Regions from separate parts of the Mus musculus genome. Here region 1 is linked to region 2. Evidence: chromatin contacts called from public Hi-C data. All regions are on one chromosome and are shown on one strand. The core of a region is the stretch at or near the end of the contact, and the rest is flanking DNA. Distances in the headings are between cores, read along the strand shown.

Evidence for each region. Hi-C and Micro-C count contacts between places; a contact is called where the count stands out from the background.
Region 1: a contact with region 2 is called in a Hi-C map of liver, with 1.7 times the contacts expected there. A contact is called at or near these places in 9 of 484 Hi-C or Micro-C datasets (brown adipocytes, cerebral cortex, embryonic fibroblasts and 4 more), 5 of 130 datasets of targeted methods (embryonic fibroblasts, embryonic stem cells, intestinal villus epithelium and 2 more) and 3 of 9 other capture datasets (adipose tissue, liver and pancreatic islet).

The regions. Positions count from the first base shown.
Region 1 is chr19:4,591,288-4,597,457 of GRCm38.p6, forward strand. Pcx (pyruvate carboxylase) reads left to right here and starts at 3,032. Exons shown (of 20, transcript NM_008797.3): 1 at 3,032-3,155.
Region 2 is chr19:4,554,857-4,561,238 of GRCm38.p6, forward strand. It overlaps a transcript of Pcx not described here. Among named protein-coding and RNA genes, the nearest start is that of Pcx, 36 kb to the right of the region's middle.

The DNA of each region.
Region 1 (6,170 bases), core at 1,782-4,281, 36 kb after region 2:
GCCCATCGCTTCACTGTGGCTCATTCACTGTGGCTGGAGAGGAGTTATTTACACGTCCTCAGTGGCAGTCACAGCAGTCTATTCTCCCGTTTGTTTGTTTGTTTGTTTTATAATCCTCCAATTTATTTTATTTTATTTCGATATAATGTTATAATTTTCTTTTTTATTGGATATTTTCTTTATTTACATTTCAAATGTTATCCCCTTTCCTGGTTTCCCTCCCTCTCAGGAACACTCTATCACATCCTCCTCCCCCTGCTTCTGTGAGGGTGCTCCTCCACCCACACACCCACTCCCACCTCCCCACCCTCAGTTCCCCTACACTGGGGCATCTATCATGGGACCAAGGACTTCTTCTCCCATTGATGTATGACAAGGCCATCCTCTGCTACATATGCAGCTAGAGCCATGTGTACTCCTTTGTTGATGGCTTAGTTCCTGGGAGTTCTGGAAGGTCTGGCTGGTAGGTATTGCTCTTCCAGTGGAGTTGCAAACCCCTTCAACTCCTTCAGTCCTTTCTGTAACTTCTCTATTGGGGACCACACGCTCAGTCCAATGGTTGGCTGTGAACATCTGCCTCAGTATTTGTAAGGCTCTGGCAGGGCCTCTCAGGAGACAGCCATTTTAGGCTCTTTTCACCATGTACTTCTTGGCATCCACAATAGTGTCTGGGTTTGGTAACTGTATATGGGATGAATCCCCAGGTGGGACAGTCTCTGGGTGGCTTTTCCTTCAGTCTCTGCTCAACACTTTATCTCCATATTTGTTTCTGTGAGTATTTTGTTCTCCTTCTAAGAAGGACCAAAGCACCCACACTTTGGTCTTCCTTCTTATTGAGCTTAATGTGGTCTGTGAATTGTATCCTGGTTATTTGGAGTTTTGGGGCTAATATCCACTTATCAGTGAGTGCATACCATGTATGTTCTTTTGCAATTGGATTACCTCATTCAGGATGATATTTTCTAGTTCTATTCATTTGCCTAAGAATTTCATGAATCTGAATAGTACTCTGTTGTGTAAATGTACCACATTTTCTGTATCCATTCCTCTGTTGAAGGACATCTGGGTTCTTTCAAGCTCCTGGAATTTCCCTGTTTTTAATGCACAACCCGAGACAAGAATGAGATCTGTTAGCCAGCATTTGCAGAAAATAGCAAACAGGCCTCTTCAGGTTGCTGGTGTTCTGAAGAGGAACATGGGATGAAGGATCTTGGGGAACAGTGGGTTGCTTGTTCTTTTGCCATCTCCCCCATCTCTGTGGGCAGGAAAGGAGTTCTACTTGTGTGTCACTCCAAGGAAGACAGTATGGTATCCCCTGAGGCATGTGCTCTGGACCAGTTGCTGTGCCTGCAGAATCAGAGTGCTTTTCCCATGTAGAAGGAAAGGAACTTTCTGGAAGCTTCAGGCTTAATGCAAACTTCAGGTCTCCACTATTGATGTCACCAAGTAGGAGGGCTTTCCCTCAGAGGATTTAAATTGGAGTCTGAACCATTGTCAACTACGAGGACTTCATGGTAACCATCCAACCAAGTACTCCCCTAATAGGGTACTGTGTGGTCTAAGTGAAAGCCTGCCCCCCATTCCCACTACTCTCTCTAGCCATGCTATCTTTTGGGATGAGGATGACAGGAGACATCTGGAATAGTGCCAGCCTGAAGGGCTGTAATTGGAAACACCTTCCCAAGAGGCACTGTTGTGAGGAAAGAGGATGGTCACATTAGATTAGGATGCCAGGACAGGTTGGGTCCCCTTTAGTACCCAAACGAGGAATTCTGGGGGGCTTGGAGGGTACCACACTATTCAGTGCCCACCCAAGGTCTTCCTACCACCCTAGGTGCTCTGCTTCTCTCTCACCTGACCCCCAGGCTCTATGATACCCCTGAGCTCTCTCACCTGACCCCCAGGCTCTATGATACCCCTGAGCTCTCTCACCTGACCCCCAAGCTCTATGATACCCCTGAGCTCTCTCACCTGGCCCCCAAGCTCTATGATACCCCTGAGCTCTCTCACCTGACCCCCAGGCTCTATGATACCCCTGAGCTCTCTCACCTGACCCCCAGGCTCTATGATACCCCTGAGCTCTCTCACCTGGCCCCCAAGCTCTATGATACCCCTGAGCTCTCTCACCTGACCCCCAGGCTCTATGATACCCCTGAGCTCTCTCACCTGACCCCCAGGCTCTATGATACCCCTGAGCTCTCTCACCTGACCCCCAGGCTCTATGATACCCCTGAGCTCTCTCACCTGGCCCCCAAGCTCTATGATACCCCCTGAGCTGTGCAGACGGTTCTGTCCCTTCAGCTTTGAGAATTTGCTGAGACTCAGGTGCAACTTGGTCAACCTTATCACTGGAGTTATCTCAGACCCTGGAACTCAACACTCCGTTGGCTGTCACAACATCTGTGGGGCCCTAAGGGGACCCAGTGGGTCCACAGCTGTCCTGCGGCTGGATCTCTCTGGCTGATCATGATTTTAAAAGTTCCTGAGTGTAGGCCTGTGAGGGCAGTGGGATTCATTCAGTGAGGGAAAGGCTAGATCAGCTATGGAGATGCTTAGGAACAAGGTGGTATGTTCTCTTGTCTGTGACGGCCTTGTCTTGTGTCTGGCAGTGCATTGAATTAGGGGAGAGGCTGGTTGCAGCACAGGCCTCCTGTGACTGTAGTAGTGAACCAGCCTTCAGGCTAATGTGACCCTTGCCCTCCATCATGCCTGGCACAGTCCCTACCAAGCAGCCTGTCTAGGTACCATTCTACTTTCTGAGTGACATTTTTATGCCTTGAACTTCAAGTGGCAGTATGTCCAAAATCCACCACAAAAGTCTGCAGCTGCTTTCTAGCAGGTATTGTCTTGTAATTCTGTGTATTCCTGAGGGCCCAGGGAACAGGCTCTAGGCCACTGCTCATCTACTTTCTGCATGACCCACTGCCCCGCCTCTCTGGCCCGGCCCTCCTAGGCAGCCAGTGGCCCATGATGGCCTCAGGAGGCGGCGCCCCTTCCCCTGATTTCAGCCTTGGCTACAGCCCAGGCCTCCAGCAGTCTAGTGCTGGAGAACTTTGTATTCTGGGGCCAATGACCTCGGGTGGAGCAGTTACTGCCTGTGGATCCTCTATCACGTCCTCTGTGTGCAGCACACCTAGGTGCTTGGCTGGTACAAGGTAATTGTTCCAGAGCAGGTATGGCTCTATAAATCTGAATCAACTGCTAGGCTAGGGTTTTACATGTGATGAAAGCATGCTAGCTTTCAATTGGGATTGCTAGAGGACTAGTCTCTCTCTCTCTCTCTCTCTCTCTCTCTCTCTCTCTCTCACTCGCTCTGTATGTGTGCGACAGTGTGTGTCTCCTTCTCTGTCTCTTTCTGTGTGCCTCTGTCTCTCTGTCTCTGTCTCTTGTCTCTCTCTCTCTGTGTATGTGTGTTGGTGGCTGGTACAAGGTAATTGTTCCAGAGCAGGTATGGCCCTATAAATCTTAATCAACTGCTAGGCTAGGTTTTTACATGTGATGAAAGCATGCTCTGTGCTAGAGGACTAGTCTGTCTGTCTGTCTGTCTGTCTCTCTCTGTCTGTCTGTCTCTCTCTCTCTCTCTGTGTCTGTCTCTTTTTGTGTGTATGTGTTGGTATGACTCATATCAATATCCTACTCAGAAAACCTTGGAGGGATTGGTATATAGCAGACTTCATGCTACCTCTATACAGAGAAAGGCTTTGATGGAGGGCCTTGGGGCAGTTAGCAAGAGGACCTTGGTGTATATACATGCATGTGTGAACATGTATGTATGTATATGTATGTGTATGTGTATGTGTATGTGTATGTGTATGTATATGTATATGTATATGTATATGTATATGTATATGTATAGGGATGCTGGTGTGATCTGTATAGGGCTTTGGGGAGATTGGGAATATTTCTTCTATATCCCTCCATTCATGTGGGAGGAGAAAAGACAGTGAGAAAGAGTGACAACAGCTGGCATTCATTACCAAGATTTAGTACTTTCAGGTCTCTGTCTCAGTTGGTCCGGGAATGATCTATCTGGGCTAGAAGTGGCACCTGAATTTACAGATGAGGAAACTGGGCTTCAGAGCTGCCAAACCACAGTACTAGGAAAAAAAGAGAGCTAGGCCTAGGCAGGCAGGCAGGCATAGTGCAGGCTAACATTGGGCCTCCTGGCCCCACCAGCTCTAGTGGTGGTGGCTGCTCCCACTTGCCTCTGCTCTGACTCCATCCAAAAGGGCCTTGCCATTTTCTGCCTGTAATTTTGTGCAGGTTTGCTGCCAGCCCTGGCTTCTGCTCTCCAGTAGCTGGTCTCTCAGGACTTACCTTCAGGTCTGCTTTTGCTGCCCTTTTCAGGGATATGAGGGCTGAGAGGGGCTTCTTTCTCTTCACAGTGTTCTTGGCCCCAGGTTCTTTGTGGATTGGGATTGCCAAGGAGTCACTGGGCCACCAAGATCATTTATGGGGAATCACATCAAGTCTCTCTCTCTCTCTCTCTCTCTCTCTCTCTCTCTCTCTCTCTCTCACACACACACACACACACACACACACATTCTGTGGGGTTAGCCTTCCAGGAACTCACCTGATGCCAATCCAAGGAAGACTCCTTATCTCGAGAGGGGAATGGGGAGCCTGTGTGATGAGAGAGGGGCAGGGCAGCAAACTCACCTGTTTACTCAAAGGATGAGAGTCAAGTGCTCAAGTGGTGGCGAGTGATTATCAAGAAACAATCTTCTATGTAGTTCAGCCTTGCACTTAAGATTGATCTCCTGCCTCAGCCTACCAAGAACTGGTATTACAAGTGTATTTTACATTTATTTATTTTTGGTGAGGAGTGGACATGAGTACCACATTGTGTTTGTTGAGGTTCTCTCTTCCCACCATGTGGGTTCTGGGATTAAACTCAGGTCATCAAATTTGGCAACAAGCACTTTTACCAGCTGAGTTATCTCGACAGCCCATTTTCTTTTCTAAATGTGCCCCCAGCCTGGTCCTGAGCCAGCAGCAGTTTAACCTGTTGTCCTGGAACATATCTTGGAGCAGGCAGTCAATATGAGTGAATGATAAGCCAGACTTGTCTGAAGTGGAGAATTTTGACAAATTAAAATTGAAGAAAACTAATAATGAAGAAAAAAAAATACTTCCCAGTCAAAGAAAACTAAACGGAAGGAGAGAGTGTTAAAGGATGGTGAAGTGGGGATCTCCTTCAACAGGGCCTAAGGTCTGGGCTTTAGGCTTACGTTTATAAACTGTGTGTCTATAGAGACTTAAGCCAATTGCTGATGGCTTCTCACCGGTACTGATGGTTAAGTGGTAATCAGGACCCAGTCATTGATGCATAAGTTCCAGATGGCAGATGCTGACTGTGATCAGGCCACTGATGACCATTGTGTTTGTAGCCCTTGTGTCCCCCCCACACACCCACACACAGAGGCGCCACTTTAACCATTAGTGGTGGCTGTGCTGCTTTGCTTTGTTCCATGTTTTTACAGCTTCTTATTTCCAGTACAGCAATAAAAAATAAGTAAAGTTCTTATCTTAGAAAATAAATGTTCCCATTGGATAAAACATACAGACTTCTGTACCTGGGATATATAGATGCATAAGGGAGGAAAGAAACACACTGCACCAATCTGTGGCAATGAGGCACTTCACTGGCGTGATCTCACCAGCTGTCAGCCTGGTTCCAGAAGAAACTTTATGAGATGGTATATATAGTTTATCTCATTTTCTTGGCTTCACATTGTATCACAAACACCTTCCATATTGTAAACACCCATGCAAACCCCTCATTTGTGGATTTGTAATGTCTACCCAGGACCTTCCAGTCAGACTTTAAATCCCTTCTGCTGTTTGGTGTTGTAAATGGAGGTGTTTGAACACCTCACATACACATCTCAGTCTCTGTTTCATAATATGGAATTCTGGATTCCTGGAGTAGAACTGACCCAGCAAGGAACAGGAGGCCTACATTTATTGTAAAAGGAACTGTAACTTTATTTTTTGACTATATTTATATAACTTACCTTGATCAGATCCACTCTAGCCCCCCACACTTCCCTCCCAGCTTCAATGTACTTTTTGTATTGTAGAAGCTTTTGTTTTGTTTTAAAGCTAGGTGTAGTGGTACACACTTTAATTTCAGCCTTTGGGGTTGACGCAGGGGGATTACACAGTAA
Region 2 (6,382 bases), core at 2,360-4,859:
GTTTGAAACAGGATCTCATGTAGCCAGGGATAGCTTCAATTTTGCTGTATAGCAGATTACTTCCTGAGTGCTGGGATTGCAGGTATATGCTATACACTCAAATTTAAAATGCTCTTAAGGACTACAACAGAGATAAAGACAATCTTGCCTGAAGGTCTGAAGAAATACAAAGGAATTTTTTGTTGTTGTTTTTTGGTTTGGGTTTTTTTTTTTTTTTTGCTAGTGACTGAGTTTCTTCTTGAGGCTGTTTGCTCACTCCTAGCTGTTCAGTGAAACTGGGTTTTCTTCCTTACGTGTACAGGGAAGAGGGTATAAATGGGTACAGTCACTGGCAGCCCAGCCAAGGGCCAGGAAAGGCGTTTCCTCCTTAGCCGTGCTTCCTTCGTTCCACACTAATGTCTCTGTGCATTGAACAAATGAAGTCTGGATCTCGGCCCAGCTCTGGTTCCCCGAACAGAAGAGAGTCCTGATGTCAAGTAGAAAGAAGGAGCCAAAGGGCAGGGCCACTTGGAGGAGAGTGTGTGATGAGAGAGGTACGGCTTAAAGAATCAGGGTTGAAGCAAGCTCCTGTTTAGATCTGGTGTACTGTCCCTACCCAGGGCCAGCCCCAGTGACTGTCTCCCTGTGCTTGTCCCATCTTCCAAAATTGAGTCTATGTTTGGGGTTTTCCTTTTGTCCCAGCCATTAGGCAGGAGCCTATGGCAGGAGAAAGAAGATAGATCTTTCTGTTACACTGTAGCATGGATACTTAGCTTATAAGGAATAGAAATTTCTTGGGAGGCAGAGACAGGTGGATTTCTGAGTTCGAGGCCAGCCTGGTCTACAGAGTGAGTTCCAGGACAGCCAGGGCTACACAGAGAAACCCTGTCTCGAAAAACAAAACAAAACAAAACAAAAAAACCAACCCCCCCCCAAAAAAAAAACAAAAAAAAAAGGAAGAGAGCTTTCAGCAGGTATCCTCTGAGTCACCAGGGTCTGTGGAGTCTGAGAATACCATTGCTCTCTCCATTCTACCCCACCCTCACTGTGTCCTTCACCTGTCCCAGCAAGAAGTATGACATGAAAAAAAGGATGGTATGCTCTAGTCATCCTTACACCTTTTGCCTATCTCTGCCTGTTTGATCACTTCTGACACAAGCAGCCTTGTTCTGAGCCTATTCATTCATATAGTCACTGAACAAGCATTTTTTTTTTTAAAAAATGCATTGTCAGGGCTCCAAACTGCTACTACTAAGTTGGTATCACTTGTCACTGATGCCCATTCTCATAAACCCAGGTATTTATCTTGAGTAATAGAGTAACTCCAAAGAGTTATGACCGAGCTTTGAGTTCCACCTTCACACAGAAGAGCCCTGGGTACCATGCCTCAAGCTTTCACCCACTTCATTGTTGCCTATGTGTTCTTCTTAGCACAGATCCTCAAAACTGGCTCATTCACTCTGGCCTGGGACCCATTCATTCCACTGTTGTCACTGCACTATCCCACTCTAGACATCTTGGAGAGTGTGTAGCATTGGCACAGACCCTACCTTGGCCCTACAGAGTACTCTTCGAAGAGAGAACTTGCAAACAAATGTTTTCCTCTTTAGTTGTTCTTTTTTAACATCCAGGCAGAAGCTCTAGCGTTGCTGGGACCCCCTTGAGGAGGACGTTTGGAGGTTATTGCCTCAAAGTGACCAGAGGCTGGGGAAGTCTGTTTTCTAAATAGTCTAATTATAGGTGTGGGGGGCGGGTTGCATGTCAGGACAATTGGTTAGAGTTGGTTCTTTCCATCAACCATGTTGTTCCTGGAGATCAAACTCTTGCTTGTCAGACTTAGCAGCAAGACCCTTTACGGGCTGAGCATCTCACCAGCTGAGAAATGTGTGCTTTATTCTTTTGCTTCTCATTTCTCTATCTGTAATGACTAGAAGTGGAATGTTAATAGTGGAGTTGGTCTAGAGGGAACCTATGGAGGTTTAGTCACCTCCCTGTACAGTAGCTACATGGGGTGGCGAGAGTCTCACTAGTGCAGTTCTCTTTCGAAGCATTGTTGGGAGGAGGAGAGAACCCATTCATTGTTTCTGTCATACCATAGAGAGTAATATAGGCTTCTGTGAGAGGATGGACTTGGATTCTTGATTAAAGGTTAATCTCCCTGGCCCCAGACAGGGTTTCTTGGTGTAGCCCTGGCTGTTCTGGAACTCTGTAGATCAGGCTGGCCTTGAATTCAGAATGCCCTTGCCTCTCTGCCTCTCTGCCTCTCTGCTTCTCTGCCTCTCTGCCTCTCTCTCTGCCTCTCTGCCTCTCTGCCTCTCTGCCTCTCTGCCTCTCTGCCTCTCTGCCTCTCTGCCTCCTGGGTGCTAGGATTAAATGTGTGTGCCACCACTGACCAGTTAGATATTTTACAATTGATTGTGGCTGCTGCATCTTGGATAAGAAGACTATTAACCCAGGGGAAAGCTGAGAATCTTGTTCTCTTTTTGTTACATGTCCTCTTAGGCCATTTTAGATAGTAGGCAGCCCTTGGAGGACCTTCCCTGCAGCTTGCCCTGAGCAGGGAATGGTGCTGCCAGGACCCCCTAGGCTGGGTAACTGTCAACCCAGGTCACCTAAGTACCAAACAGATCTCTCCTTTAGGGTTGAAAGTGCCAGGAGATTTCCAGACCTTTCCTTTCTAACGGCAACCAGGGCAGTGGATATACAATTTAAAGATTGGTGTCCTGAACCAAAGTTTGAGGCAAAGCCCAGTGACAGTAGACAGCAGCTTCTTTCACTGTACACCAGAATTAGGGTGCCCTGGACTGGCCTAGTCTTCCTTGGAGCTTAGTTCTAGAATCCCATACTTTTTTTCTTAGCTTATCAATTCCTTTATTTTAGGTAGGAAAAGGAGAAGGCTCCCCCCCCCCCCCAGAAGCTTATGCTGATTTGCAGAGCTCCTTCTCCTAAGCAGAGCTTTTCCACATACATTCCTGAGGGGACTATGAGTTTTCCAGTAATGGTTTACTGGAAGTTACAAAGGGCTAAGTCCACCGTACACTTTCTGTGGTTCCATCTTATTCTCCCATTGGGTTTATTTCCATAACTATTTACCCAGTTGGAATGGACAGGAGAGCCAGGAAAGAGAACCTGCCCCTGCACAAAGGGCATTTTTTTTTTTGTTTTGTTTTTTTGCCAAGTCCTGCCAACAGTAGTGTGTGTTCCAGCAGACCCTGGGGCTAAAGAAATGCGAGTTGCTGAGCTTGTTTACTGGGGATGAGGGGGCAGAAGGACAGGACGGGGACTGTGGAGAGCTTTGAGGGAGTTCGAGTCAGGGTAGAGAGTACTTAGCTTGAAGAGCAGGAAGATTCGAGCAATTGCTGGCGCCTGGACTAAGAGAGGAGACAGAACCAAAGTGGGGCCTTGGGCTGGAACCAGGCATCACCCACCAGTGCATGCTTGTCAGAGCTGGGATTGCTGCCCGGATACCCTCTCTCCTCCTTTTAGCACGAGACTTTGGGATGTGTAGTGGGAACCTTGGAGCCTGGCATCCTGCCTCCTGAGATCCCTGGCCCATTTCCCCAGAGTTCCTCTGAGGGAAGGCCACCAGCATAGCCCTTTGTGGGTGGGGCTGCATCACTCCACACCCTTAGTTTCTGTGTAGCTGCCTGGCATGGAGTGCTGTACTATAGACCTGGCTTTGGGTACTGCTCTGTAGCTGAAGGAGTAAGTCTCAGATACCTGCTGGGAACACAGTAGGGAAAAGAAGGCCCTGACATCTCCTGTCATCAAAGAAGCCAGCAGAAGGCCAGAGCCTGTGCAGTTAATGCTGTGATCATACTGTGGAGGAAAAGCACAGCGCTCAGGAGCACGCCCCAAGCCCATGGGGGCCTCTAGGGGATCCTCCCTCCCCTGTAGCTATCTGTCTCCTGCAGCTGGCAGCTTCTGACTGGCAGTTTGGCAGGATACTTGAACCTTAGGCACATTTCAAACTCAGAATTGTCTCTCCCTGTCATCAAGTGGAGAGTGAAAGAGGAGCGGGAGCAGCCCCCTGCTGCCCTGCTAGGCTCATGATTGGTGCTGTCTGATGATCTGGTGAGCCTCTTCTCATTAGCCCAGCCTAGGGTTTTGCAGGCATTACCTTTAACCAGCTCTGGTATGGGTGGCAGAATTGGCCCCTAGGGGACAGAGCATGTTTAGAGTTGAATTCAGTGCTTCAGCAGAGGTTACCAATCTGGGAGTCATCTGGGTTTGTTCTCAATTCATACTGCCTGATCCTAGCCTCTCAGTAAAGGCTTTCTTTGCTCTCCTTTTTTGGTACCTCACCTCTGGGCCTCACTGAGGGGCTGGCCCAGTAAGGTGCTACACTCAACGTATCCTGTAGCCAATAGGAGGGAGTGTGAAGACCCAGGGACTCACTGTTTACTGTTTCCAAGGTGGCTTGATCGCCCCAGAGATGGGAAACAGGAAGTGTTTAGACTTCTAATTCCTCACCCATTTTTTGAGGACAAACCTTTCAAACCCATGATTGTGATTATATTTTTAGAAGTACCACTGTTTGCTCAAGAGTGGCTTCTGGCCCCGGCCACACCTCAAGGAACACTTTGGAGTTCCTTCCTCCAAATGCTCACAGTTCCCATCTTGTGCCCTTTTGGCACACATTAACCCTTTGGGATGCTCTTGAGTTGTATCCCTGGGCAAGGATAGCCAGCTGTCCCATGTAATTATTTTGGTCTATGTCTAAGCCCAGTCCCAGGAGGCAGTTGTGACATTTCCTATATGGACCTGTGTCACTGGGCTATCAGAATGGTACTAGCAGAGTAATACTTAATGGTTCAAGTCCTTCATGTATACAGATCACACACACACACACACACACACACACATACACACACACAAAGTTTGTCTGGGACCACACACATCTAAGGGGTACCCTGCCCAGGGGCTGCCCATTGTGCCTTCTAGTTCTGCTTAGCAGCTCTGGGCCTGGACCAGAAGAGAGGATAAGGGCCTATTGTTTGTCCCTGGGCCCTGAATGGCACTTTGTTTTCCTTCTTCAGCTCTAGCCAAGTGGCTTTACTGTGGCTGTGGGCGCTGGTGTTACAGTCTCATCGAAAATAAAAAATCCATTCCCAGCAGCCCTCATGCTGCTTGCTGTTTGTTATGGGGGTACAGTGCTTTGAGAGCCAGCGAGGGGTCTTATGTTTGTGACTTCTGAGTAGGGCCCATTTTAGGGTCAAAAAAGGCACCTTCCCTATGAAGTGCCTGGAGCTTACTTGGGTCTAGGTGAGAGAAGTATCTTCAGGAAGGGGATGGTGGGTCCTGGGGCAAAGGCAGGAGATGTGGGTTGTGCTTCCCTTCCCTCGCTGTCCTCCCACCCTCTCTCCCTAGCCATCCACTCTCTATACTGGTCCTCTAGTTGGAGGTCAAAGGAAGGGAAAGGTGGTGCAAGGCCGGGGAGTAGGAATTGTGTTGTTGGGTTTGGCAATGAGGAAGGAGCCTGTTCAGCCAGCTCTGTATTTGGAGGCCACCCGTCCTGCAGACACAGGTCAGCTCCCACCTGTCTGGGAGAGTCACATCTGCTCATGGCTCTTCATAAGTCACACAGCAGGCGTGGCTGTTTGCTTTATTATCCCACTGCCTTCAATCTGGGAGGGCGTGCTGTCCTCACCCAGCGGTTCTTAGAGGGCTCCCCAGGCACTTGCAGGTCCTTAAACCCAGTCCAAGGTAGTCTTCAGAGCAGAACAATTTTCCTAACAGTACTAACAGATTACTTTTCTTTTCACCAATGATGTTAACTTAGGGCTAAATTAGAGACAAAACTGGCAACATCTTTCCAGGAATGAGCACCATCCCAGGCCCTTGCCCTCCACTTCATTTAACGCTGACCTTAATGAAGCAGATTTATTTACTCAACACTAATGTGCTGTGCTTGGGCACATGTTCTTACCGTTCTGTGTGATGAAGTGGGAACTAAGCACTTTACTTACCAGCTGTGGGGGTTGTAGGAAAAGCTCTTGCTCAGTTGTATGAGTTGCATGTTGAACTTGATGGGTTTTCAGAATGCACTGATGTGAAACTGTGGTCAAGACTATAGATACACAGATTTGAGTGCTTTCTGAACTCCACCCCCCCCCCCAAAAAAAATGAACATTGATGAATCTGTTGCTTCAAAGTAAATAGCTAACAATTCATATAGCCTTGGTGAAATTAGAGCTTGAAAGAACAAATTAGAGTTTGTCCTGGGCTGGGTACTTTTAAAATACTGAAAGGCCTTTCCAACAACATTGACCTTGGTGATGATATTATACCGGTGGTGTTTTATTAATTCATTTCAGTCTGTGCCATGCTCCTCTCCAGAAGAACACTGTAATGCAAGGAGCCAGTATTTTCCAGATGACCAGCACAGGAGATTACAAAATCA